Regions from separate parts of the Mus musculus genome. Here region 1 is linked to region 2. Evidence: chromatin contacts called from public HiChIP or PLAC-seq data. All regions are on one chromosome and are shown on one strand. Each heading gives the region's core, a stretch centred on a gene start, on an enhancer-like site or on the middle of the called end of the contact. The rest is flanking DNA. Distances are from core to core; before and after follow the strand shown. Region 1 has its middle 56 kb from the start of Vmn2r96. Region 2 has its middle 38 kb from the start of Vmn2r90.

The links. HiChIP or PLAC-seq counts read pairs in DNA pulled down with a chosen protein or histone mark.
Region 1: a contact with region 2 is called in an H3K27ac HiChIP or PLAC-seq map of embryonic stem cells, with 6 times the contacts expected there. The contact joins two enhancer-like sites. A contact is called at or near these places in 2 of 115 datasets of contacts at active chromatin or transcription factors (both in embryonic stem cells) and 1 of 9 other capture datasets (embryonic stem cells).

The regions. Positions count from the first base shown.
Region 1 is chr17:18,522,356-18,528,310 of GRCm38.p6, forward strand. No RefSeq gene overlaps it. Among named protein-coding and RNA genes, the nearest start is that of Vmn2r96, 56 kb to the right of the region's middle. Within about 2 kb of position 1,281, at least 6 of the 459 cell types and tissues checked have an H3K27ac peak or open chromatin away from gene starts, as enhancers often do. A contact at or near this core is called in embryonic stem cells, where this site is marked.
Region 2 is chr17:17,738,779-17,745,278 of GRCm38.p6, forward strand. No RefSeq gene overlaps it. Among named protein-coding and RNA genes, the nearest start is that of Vmn2r90, 38 kb to the left of the region's middle. Within about 2 kb of position 1,348, at least 5 of the 459 cell types and tissues checked have an H3K27ac peak or open chromatin away from gene starts, as enhancers often do. A contact at or near this core is called in embryonic stem cells, where this site is marked.

The DNA of each region.
Region 1 (5,955 bases), core at 31-2,530, 780 kb after region 2:
CATTTAATAAATTTTTCTGGATTGCCTGGACAAGACCTCTTAAGGCAATGCCATGCTGGATTTATATCTCAGGCAGACTAAGGCCTCACATAAGGAGGGTTGGCTAAATAATCTCGTTCTTTATATATTCAAAACAGTAATGGTTTAAGATGACATTTTGGTATTGTTGTAGAATGTGCATGTCAAATTGTAAAAAATTTGCTTTTGGTGTCCTCAGTTCCTACCTATTTCCACATAATGGTGTTAATTCTTGAGGACCTATACTTAATCAATTGTGGCAAATGAATGCTATTATTTCTGATTAATAAATAAATTATGTACATGTGACTATTAATACCTGTTCAAGCTTTCTAGTTACAACTGCTCTTCAAAAGAAACAATTGAAAGTGTAATTAGTCACTGCCCTTGTTATATTAAAACTGACTATAACAGTGATTTATATGAGATGTTTTTTCAACAATTTAATAATTCTCAAAGACAGGGTGTTGTGGAACTTTAAAAAACTCTTCTTCTTAAAAGAACAAAAAAAGGGGGATTATTTAAATCACACTTTTATTTTAAGAATTTTGAAATTTGGATGTAAAAGAACTTAATAAATGCCTCATAATATCTTAAAACCAGACACAATCATGTCTAGGTTAGAGGAAAATGATCTATTTATTGGCATATGGCTTGATCCTGAACAGCTACCTTATTGGGAAAGGGAAAAGCATAGGTTCTCTTCACAGAACACTGCAGAAGCATGACGGCTAATTCATATAACAAGCTGACAGTTGAATTAGCTGAGTGCCCTGACTGTAGTGACAAGAAAGCTGAATTAGGTATATGTTTTTGACCCACCTTTGCGTGTCATTTTCCCAGTTTGAACAAGCTATGCTGCCATGCTTCAAGCTTTTTAAACCTTATGGGACATAGAACATTTGAGACCTTGTAATATGACTTAGAAAGATTAGTCACAAGAAAGAGTTATAGTGATTCTTCTCCTTCCCTCATTGTGACCAGTTATTCTAACTCAATCTTGTACTGGTCTAGTAATAATTCCAGTATTAGAGATTCCTATGGAAGACAGCTAAAATCTTAATTACCTAGCAAAGCTAATTTGGAACACAGCCTTCACTCCCAGAGAAGATGCAGCCTTTCTGCAATTCTCAAAGCCACCACCCCCACACCTGGAGGTCTAAGCTTGATCTTTGCTAATTTGCAATTGAATGGAGTAAGTGGACTTCTCCAAAGAAGCTTTTGTAGTGTTGTTTTTCACTGTCTCCCATTGTTTTTCAAGCAGGTTGGTCAATGCCTTTCTGCCTGACTTCAGCAGGTGTGCAGCCTCCCCTCTAACAGCCCAGGTAGCAGTCATTAATCTGTATGAAGAAGCACTTTAAGTACATACTGGGGCTTTGGTTTGAATTGGGAATAAGGTGTGCTATGAGGGCTAGACAGTCAAAGATGGGCACCCAGATCTTGGAACCATAACAGTCTAAGACAGAGGTACATGCCAAGAGGCCGTGGCTGTTAATAACACACCAAAGAGCCATGAATTGTGTGAAATAAACACAAACAAGCTGCACGTAGCTTCAATGACAGAATTTGGATGGTTCGGGAAGATCTAAGATTTCCTAAGTCAGGTGTGGCCGCCAGCCACCAAAACTCCCAAGCAGGACTATAGAGCATAAATAAATGCTGTGCCTTAGTTGAGCTTTTTTTTTTTTTTTTAATATTATAAACAGGAGGAAATTGCAATCCCTGTCCCAGCCTGAAACAGGCTGATCCAGACCTTGATCTTGCAGCCATTAAGGACATTACCTAGGGTGGAGCCTTTCTGCCTAGATGACTCGATTGTCCAGCCACTGCAGCTGTTCTCTTTCATGAAACTGCTACCTGCTGAGAGGCCCCTCAGCTATTCCAGAGACTACACCCTATCCTGCATGTCCTTACCTGCAGCTGGTTCCAGGCTCCAAGAATGGATTAGCAGGGGATGGGCTCCCCCCCCCCCCTATAAGCACAGTTTTCTATTAAATATTTGAGCTTTGATCAGAAACCTTGACTTAGCTCCATTTTTCTCTCAACCACCTAGTTTCCCACTCTTTTCAACCTGGCTTGCCTCCCAGGTGAAACCGGGTTCATTTGAGCCACGGAATGGCTTCCAACATACAACCTCAAGGTATCATCCCAAATATTGACCATATTATTGGTCACAAAACAAGATTCAACAGATACAAGAAGATTGAAATAATTCCATGCATCCTATCAAATCACCATCTTAAAATTTTCAATACAGAAATTTTCCTGTTCAAAGGAAAGAAAGAGACAATACATGGAACAGAATCTGAAGAAAATGTGACCCAGAGACTGACCCATCTGGAACCCAGCCCTTCTGCAGACACCAAAGCAAGACACTATTTCTAATCCCATAGAGTACTCGCTCCCAGGAGCCTATTATGACTGTTTACTGAGAAGTTCTACAAGATCTTGACAAATACAGATGAACACATTCACAGCCAACCACCAGACTGAGTCTGCAGACCCCATTGAAACAGCTAGGGAAAGGACTGAAAGAGTTAAAGGGGATTACAACATCATAGAAAGAACTATATTAACTTATTGGACCACCCAGATCTCATCAAAGAGTATACATGGAGGGATCCATGGCTCCAGATTCATGTGCAGCAGAGGATGGACTTACCTTACATTTACATGAAAGGAAGCCCATTGTCCTGTGAGGTTTGATGCCTCAGAATAGGGGGATGATAGAGAAGTGAGGCAGGGGTAGGTGAGTGGGCAGAGGTACAGCTTCATATAGGCAAAGAATAGGGGAAAAGGGGGACATAGAGTGAGGGTGGTGCAAGAGAAATAAATGGGAACTGGGATATGAACTAACCAGTACCCCCAGAGCTCATGTCTCTTGCTACATATGTAGCAGAAGATGGCCTAGTCAGCCATCATTGGGAAGAGAGTCTCCTTGCTCTTGCAAACTTCGTATGCCCCAGTACAGGGGAAGGCCAGGGCCAAGATGTCCAAGTGGGTGGGTAGGGGAGTTGGGTGGGGGCAGGTTATAGGGAACTTTCAGTTATGGTTTGAAATGTAAATAAAGAAAATATCTAATAAAAACATTAAAAACCAAAAGATATGTCTTGATCTTGGTGTCTGTTCACAACAATAAAACCCAAAGTAAGGCAGACCTTGTTAGCATTGACTGGGGTATTGTTTTGATAGTTCTGGCCATGACTTTGTTTGGAAGAATGTGGATTTTGAGACTTTAGATGTGGCAAGTAGTGGAATGATTTAAGTGGGGATTAGTAGGTTATCCAAGCAAGAATATGAAAGACTTCCTTGCTGAGATTGATTTGAATATTTCAGGCCAGGACTGAGAGGGTTCAGTAGAGAAGAATTTAAGTATGTGAGCCAATGACTGTTTTTGAGGTATTTCATTGAAGAATTTGGCTGCTTTCTGCCCTTGTCTGAATAGTGTACTGAGACTAACGTAAAGATATATATATATATATATATATATATATATATATATATATATATATATTAATTGCATTGACAAAGAAATATAAAAAATGCCCAGCAATAACCTTGTTTGCTCATTAAGTGTCATGAAGAGTATGTTCAATAAGCAGAGCACCTTAGAAAGAAAATATATAAAATGTATGGTTCAAGTATGAAAAGAGTACCAGGAAGCAAAATGGACCTGAATCTTGTGTTCAAGATTATTAAATTGAAGTAATTGAGTGTTGACCTTGGGGCAAAATCTCATACAGGTAAATTTAGAACCAGGCATGGTAGTATAAGCCCTTAATACTTGGAGAATAAGGAATGCAGAACTGCCTACATGTTTTAGGTCCAAATGAGTGTTACACATCTTTAAAAGCAGCCCCAATAAGACAGGCATGAGTTCAAATTCAGTCTACAGAGCAAGTTCCAAAACAGTAAATTTTACAAAGTAAAGGAGTTGGAAAACAGAAACCATATGGTAATATGAAATAAAAAGGGGGCCATGTTCCAGGACTAGCAGGCAGACCCAATACAAAGAGTTGAGGTTTGGCAATATGAAGTAAGCCTATAGACGGCTATTGATTAAGCCTAGTTACAGCAGAAGGCCCCAGAGTATTGTAGATGCCAATAACATTGGATGATCTCCAAGAAAGCAGGAGAGCAGGAGTAGATCAATCTAAGCTTATGCACTACAGAGGGTAGAGTTGGAGATATGATGCTAACCCTTTAATGGAGCCCAGAAGATCGTGTGTGGAAATCAAACATTGAAAGAAAACCTTGGAACTTCATAGTTGCATTGGGGACTCCAAGATGTTAGGGATGCCATAAAAATGGGCTATCTGCTAAAGAAAGCTGCTAACAGGTTGTGGACCTATCTTAGAAGAAAGAAGTTAGCTGCACTCAACAAAGATGAAAAAGGAGTTGGAGACATGAAGACTATTTTAACACCAGAGATAGAGAAGCACAGTTTGGAGTTCACCCAGCCTGTTTCCTGTCTTGATTTGGATATTACAGTGAATGAATGAATTTCAGAAGAGACTTTAAACTTTGCTCTTTTAACATTGTTGAGACTGCTTTAGACTATGGTGTCTTTTGAAGGTAGACTACATTATGCTGTGTTTAGATATGACCACCATAGATCCATATGTTTGAATAAGCCCATAGGCACCAGGAAGTAAAACGTGATGGTTAGAATATGTTTGTTCCAAAGAGTGAAATCATTAGGTGGTATGTATTTTTTGGACTAGTTGGGTCACTGTAGGTGTGTGCTTCATTTTTTTTTTCTTTGTGTTGGATATTATTTTTATTTACATTTCAAATGTTATTCCATTTTATCTTCTTTTTCTGTTCCCCTTCCTCCTGGACACCACCTATTCCATTCTCCCTCCCCCTGCTTCTATGAAGGTATATGCAAATGGAGCCATGTGTGCTCCTTGGTTGATGGCTTAGTCCCTCCAAGCTCTTGGGGGTGGGGGGTTGGTTGATATTGTTGTTCTTCCTATGGGGTTGCAAACCCCTCAACTCCGTCAGTTCTTTTTCTAGTTCCTCTAATCTGGAACTGGTCAAATGGTTGGCTATGAGCATCCACCTATGTATTTATAAGCCTCTGCCTGGGACTCTCTGAAGAGAACTATTTCAGGCTCCTTGCAGCATGTACTTCTTGACATACACAGTAGTTTCTGTGTTTAGTAAGTGTATATGGGATGAATACACAGGTGGGACAGTCTCTCCATGCCCTTCCATTCAGTTTCTTCTCCACAAATTTTCTCCATATTTTGTTTGTGAGTATTTTGTTCCCCTTCTAAGCAGGATTGAAGGGCCCACACTTTGGTCTTCCTTCTTCTTGAGCTTAATGTGGTCTGTGAATTATACCTTGGATACTTGAGCATTTGGGCTAATATCAACTTATCAGTGAGTGCATACCATTTGTGGTTGGGTTCCCTCACTCAGGATGATATTTTCTCATTCCATCAATTTGCCTAAGATTTTCATTAATATTTCATTTATAATAGCTATGTGTTACCTCCTTCCAACGTAGCAAGTCTGGCTGTGACCATCAGCCACTTAGGTGGAGCCACCTGCCTGAGGCTGAGTCGGCTTGCCAAGAATTTCTGGAGTTAGCACTGGACTGTGATCTTTGCTAGTCTCTACTAAAAGACTGATCTGACAACTTCAAAGGAACGTTGGGTGACTGGGAATGGGCCTCCCCTCTTCTTTATAAAACGTGTTTGCTGACATTAAAGTTGAGTCTTGATCAGAATTTATTCTTGACTCCATTTCTCTTTTACCCGCCTAGATTCCCTCTTTTCTTCCAGATTCCAAGATGCCTTCCAGGCTCAAACCCGGACATGAGAGCTGCAGGCCAGCCCCAACAAATTGGCTTCCCATACGGGGCCTGGGAAATGGCAGAGGACAACTGGAAGAAGCACTGCTGGTTTGGAGCTCCATGGAAGAAGAACA
Region 2 (6,500 bases), core at 98-2,597:
CCCCCAGAGCTTCCAGGGACTAAGCCATCAACAAAGGAGTACATATGGCTCCAGCTCCATATGTAGCAGAAGATGACCTTGCCATGCATCAATGGGAGGAGATGTCCTTGGTCTTATGAAGGCTTGATAGATGCCCCAGAGTAGAGGAATCAAGGTCAGGGAGGTGGGAGTGGGTGGGTAGAGACACACCCTCATAGAAGCACAGGGAGGGAGGATGGGATAAGGGGTTTCCAGGAGGTGAGGAAAGAGAGAAAGGGGATAACATTTGAAATGTAAATAAAGAAAGTGTCCAATAAAAAATAAAATGTATATATTTTTAAAAGAAATAAAAATAAAAAATTATGTTTCTATCTTTCATATATAACTTAAAAAAATAGTTCTCCACCTTAATTTCCATAGTGGTTGGAACAGTTTACAGTACCATGAACAGTAAATACAGGTTCCCTTTTTTTCCACTTCTGCTTTGGTGTTGCGAGCCGGCCAGCAGCTCACATGTTCAGGCTCAAGACTGGGAGGCAACCTGGAGCTGAAAGAAAAGAGGGAACCTAGGAGGGTTGAGGAATAATGGAACCAAGACATGCTAGTCTGTTCAAGGTTCAAATGTTTAATGGCGACTGCGCTTATAAAAGGCCATTCCCGCCAATTCATCCTTGGAGCCTGGAACCAGCTGCAGGTGATGACTTGCAGGATAGGGCGTAGTCTCCAGAATAGCTCCGGGACCTCTCAGCAGGTAGCAGTATCTTGAAGAAGAACAGCTATAGTAGCTGAACAATAGAGTAATCTAGGGAAGAAGGCGCCACCCTAGGTAATCTCCTTAGTGGCAGCAAAGTCAAGGTACGGCTCAGCCTGCTTCAGGCTTGTTGGAGGTTACATCTCCTCCCTGTTGTTAATATTAAAAAAAAAGACTGGACTGAGGCATAAAATGTATTTATGTTCCATAGTCCCACCCAGGAGTTATGGTGGCTGGCGGCTCTGCCTGTCTTAGGAAATCTTAGATCTTCCTGAATCATCCTTATCCGTCATAGGAACGTACATGCAGCTTGTTTGTGTTTATTTTACACAAAACATGGCTCTGTGGTGTATTATTAACAGCCAGGCCTCTTGGCATGTACCCCTATCTTAGATTGGTATGACTCCGAGATCTGGGTGCCCGTCATTGACTGTCAGGCCCTCATTAGCACACCTTACTCCCAATTCAGACCAAAGCCACGATATGTACTTAGAATGCTTCTTCATGAAGATTAACAACTGCCACCTGCGTTGTTGGAGGCAAGGCTGTACACCTGCTGCAGTCAGGCTGAAGGGCATTGACTGACCGGCTTGAAAAACAAGGTCGAGACAGTGAAAGGCACAGTACAAAAGTTTCTTTTGGGGAAGTCAAGGTACTCCATTCAATTGCAAATTAGCAATGATCAGGCTTAGACTTAGAGCTTCCAGTGTGGGGGAGGTGACATTGAGAATTGCAGAAAGGCTACAGCTTCCCTGGGAGTGGAGGCTGTGCTCCAATTTAACTTTTCGGCTAAAGAGGATTTCTAGCCATAATGAAGGTTGGAGTCATACTTACTAGAAGATTCAGGGTCTGTGTCCAGTTGACGAACTAATCTCTCAGGCAGCCATCACGCTCCATCTTCTTTTTGTGAAAAAAAGACAGACCAAGCCCCTTTCCCAGATTAGGACCGGGTATGGACCCTTCCATTCGTTAGTTAATGGGTCCCGCCACTTTACCATGGCATAAGAACTAGAAGTAACTGGATGCCAGTGGCAATCCGCTGCAGACTGACATTTAACATCAGTTTGCAAAAAGTTTAGAACAAATAAAGCAAAAGCAAGATGTGCCTTTGGTGACATTGGGAGATTTAACTGCCCTTGTTTTGTTTTTAAAAGCCAATTATTTAAAGTGCGATGAGCACGTTCAACTATTCCTTGTCCCATGGGGTTATAAGGAATTCCAGTTTTATGTTTGATGCCAAATTCTTTACAAAATGAAGCAAAATTTTTTGCTAGAATAGGATGGCCCATTATCTGTCTTAATAAGTTTAGGCAATTCCATGGCATTAAAGGCTTGTAGGCAATGATCAATTACATTTTTGGAGGCTTCTCCAGTATGCAGAGAAGCAAAAATAAATCCTGAACAAGTATCAATAAAAACATGTATATATTTTAATTTTCCAAATTCTGTATAATGAGTTATATCCATTTACCAGATATGATTAGGCATAAGACCTTGTGGATTAACCCCTAAATGTGGCACTGGACACAATGTAATACATTTAGGGCATTGTTTTACAATCATTCTTGCCTGCTCCTTAGTAATTTTATGTCGGAGCCTTAAGGTACGGCTAGAGAGATGAAATTTTTCATGATCACGCTTGGCCAAAGCAACAGGATCTGAAATTAAGGCTTCTCCTATTAGAGCTCTGTCGATGCAATCATTACCTTCAGCTAAAGGTCCAGGAAGACCAGAATGAGACCGTATGTGGCCAATATAGAATGGGTGTTTTGGGGCAAGAATGATGTTTTGTAGTTGTGAAAACAGGGATCCTGCTGGTGTATTAAAGTTAAACGTACCACAGGACTCCAATAAGAGTAATGATTGTGCAACATATAAACTATCAGTAAAAATATTAAAAGCCTCATGCACAGACTGAAAGACATTCAGTACTGCTGTTAATTCTGCTAATTGAGCTGAGAGGCCAGGAGTCTTTATGATTACCTGTGGATTATTTATAAGAAATCCAGCTTGCCCTTTAGAGAAGCCATCAGTAAACACCAGAACAGAATTGTGTAAGGGTTGTAAAGAGGTCATATTAGGAAATATCACCTCATGTACATTAAAAAATTTTATCAACCTATCTTGAGGGTAGTGGCTGTGTATAGTTCCTTTAAACCCTATTTGAGCAAGCAACCAATCTCTACTGTACTGCTTCAGCCAAGTGTCATGACTCACACTGTAAGGCTGAACAATAATATCTGGCTCTTTGCCAAAATAAGTTAGTGCCTGCTTCCTTCCAATGATAATAATCTGGGCTACTGCTTCATAATATGGCAAGATATTACATTTAGGAGAAATCCTTAAATGTATCCACATTAGAGGTGACTTTTGCCATAACAATCCTGTAGGCACATGAATCATATTAAAAATTAGCAGATGTAAAGGCAAAGAGTAATATATATATAAGTGACAAATTGCTCTTCAATAGCTTTTTCCACTTGTTGTAAGGCCAACAATCCTGCTGAGATTAGAGATCTAGGGGAGGTAGGATCAGAACTCCCTTTAAGAATATCAAATAAAGGTTTCAACACCCCTGTAGTAAGCTTTAAATAGGGGCAAAGCCAATTAATATCACCTAACAATTTTTGAAAATCATTCAAAGTCCTTAAGTTGTCTCTGCGAATAACTATCTTCTGGGGAAAAAACAGCTTTATTAGTAAATGTAAAGCCCAAATAATTATAAGGATCCTGAGTTTGTATCTTTTCAGGAGCTATCTGTAATCCTTTTTCAGCTAAAGCTTTTTGTAAACCTTTATAACACAAAAGCAAAGCCTGGGGGTCTTTTCCAGGCAACCCAGGACAATTTCTTAACTGTCCAAAAACAGTCTTCTTAAAGGAACAGTATTTTTTCTTATGAGTGGCATAAGCAATTGCAAGCTTGAGAATTAATAGCATTTGAGGGATGAAAAATTTTAAACAATTGTAAGCTCTGATATATATATATATATATAAAAACATACAAATTAAGCTTGATTATTCAACATTTTTAAAACACCATCTACAGCACACAATTTAATTATCTGTGTTGAAACAAGGGGAAGCTCAAAAGAATAAGTGTGTGATCGAATTCACATATACTTTTTTCCCATAAGAGGGCTGTTTTTTCTTTTTCTTTTTCTTTTTCTTTTTCTTTTTCTTTTTCTTTTTCTTTTCTTTTCTTTTCTTTTCTTTTCTTTTTTATTGGGTATTTATTTCATTTACATTTCCAATGCTATCCCAAAAGTCCCCCACACGCTCCTTTACGCACTCCCCCACCCACCCACTCCCACTTCTTGGCCCTGTCATTCCCCTGTACTGAGGCATATAAAGTTTTCACGACTAATGGGACTCTCTTTCCACTGATGGCCGACTAGGCCATTTTCTGATTCATATGCAGCTAGAGACATGATCTCCAGGGGCGTACTGATTAGTTCATATTGTTGTTCCACCTATAGTATTGCAGATCCCTTTAGCTCCTTGGGTACTTTCTCTAGCTCCTCCATTGGGGGACCTGTGATCCATCCAATAGCTGACTGTGAGCATCCACTTCTGTGTTTGCTAGGCCCCAGCATAGTCTCACAAGAGACAGCTCTATCTGGGTCCTTTCAGCAAAATCTTGCTAGTGTACACAATGGTGTCAGCGTTTGGAAACTAATTATGGGATCCCCGGATATGGCAGTCTCTAGATGGTCCATCCTTTCATCACAGCTCCAAACTTTGTCTCTGTAACTCCTTCCATGGGTGTTTTGTTCGCAATTCTAAGGGAAAAAGTGTCCACACTTTGGTCTTCGTTCTTCTTGAGTTTCATGCGTTTAGCAAATTGTATCTTATATCTTGGGTATTCTAAGTTTCTGGGCTAATATCCACTTATCAGTGAGTACATATTGTGTGAGTTCCTTTGTGATTGGGTTACCTCACTCAGGATGATGCCCTCCCGGTCCATCCATTGGCCTAGGAATTTCATAAATTCATTCTTTTTAATACCTGAGTAGTACTCCATTGTGTAAATGTACCACATTTCCTGTATCCATTAAGAGGGCTGTTTTTAAACACAGTAAATGGGATGCACGCATGCATGAATTTATAGAAGATACAGAAGCATGCATAAAAACAAAATTTTAACTTATCGTTGGGATGATTGTCAATTTTATTTAAAATGATTGTATGCAGTAGATCAATTATTAATATTCTGTAATAACCAATTTAATTGCTGTTTGGAACAATGAACAGACACTTTGTCAGGTTTTTTTTTAATTAGGTACTTATTTCATTTACATTTCCAATGCTATCCCAAAAGTCCCCCACATGCCCCCCACCCACTCCCCCACCTTCCCACTCCCACTTCTTGGACTGGCGTTCCCCTGTACTGAGGCATATAAAGTTTGCACGACCAATGGGCCTTTCTTTCCACTGGTGGCTGACTAGGCCATCCTCTGATATATATGCAGCTAGAGACACGAACTTCAGGGAGTACTGGTTAGTTCATATTGTTGTTCCACCTATAGTATTGCAGATCCCTTTAGCTCCTTGGTTACTTTCTCTAGCTCCTCCATTGGGGGACCTGTGATCCATCCAATAGCTGACTGTGAGCATCCACTTCTGTGTTTGCCAGGCCCCAGCATAGCCTCACAAGAGACAGCTCTATTTGGGTCCTTTCAGCAAAATCTTGGTAGTGTATGCAATGGTGTCAGCGTTTGGAAGCTGATTATGGGATGGATCCCCTGATATGGCAGTCTCTAGATGGTCCATTCTTTAGTCTCAGCTCCAAACTTTGTCTCTGTAACTCCTACCATGAGTGTTTTGTTCCCAATTCTAAGAAAGGGCAAAGTGTACACAGTTTGTTTTTCATTCTTGAGTTTCATGTTTTTTGCAAATTGTATCTTATATCTTGGGTATTCTAAGTTTCTGTGCTAATATCCACTTATCAGTGAGTAAATATTGTGTGAGTTCTTTTGTGATTGGGTTACCTCACTCAGGATCATGCCCTCCAGCTCCAATCCATTTCCCTAGGTATTTCATAAATTCATTCTTTTTAATAGCTGAGTAGTACTCCATTGTGTAAATGTACCACATTTGCTGTATCCATTCCTCCGTTGAGAGGCATCTGAGTTCTTTCCAGCTTCTGGCTATTATAAATAAGGCTGTTATGAACATAGTAGAGCATGTGTCCTTCTTACCAGCTGGAACATCTTCTGGATATATGCCCAGGAGAGGTATTGCGAGATCCTCCAGTAGTACTGTGTCCAAATTTCTGAGGAACTGCCAGACTGATTTCCAGAGTTTTTGTACAAGCTTGCAATCCCACCAACAATGCAGTGTTCCTCTTTCTCCTCATCCTCGGCAGCATCTGCTGTCACCTGAATTTTTGAACTTAGCCATTTTGACTGGTGTGAGGTGGAATCTCAGGGTTGTTTTGATTTGCATTTCCCTGATGATTAAGGATGTTGAACATTTTTTCAGGTGCTTTTCAGTCATTCGGTTTTCCTCAGTTGAGAATTCTTTGTCTAGCTCTGAGCCTCATTTTTTAGTGGGGTTATTTGATTTTCTGGAGTCCACCTTCTTGAGTTCTTTATATATATTGGAAATCAGTCGCCTATCTGATTTAGGATAGGTAAAGATCTTTTCCCAATCTGTTGGTGGCCTTTTGGTCTTATTGATGGTGTCTTTTGCCTTACAGAAGCTTTGCAATTTTATGAGGTCCCATTTGTCAATTCTCGATCTTACAGCACAAGCCATTGCTGTTCTATTT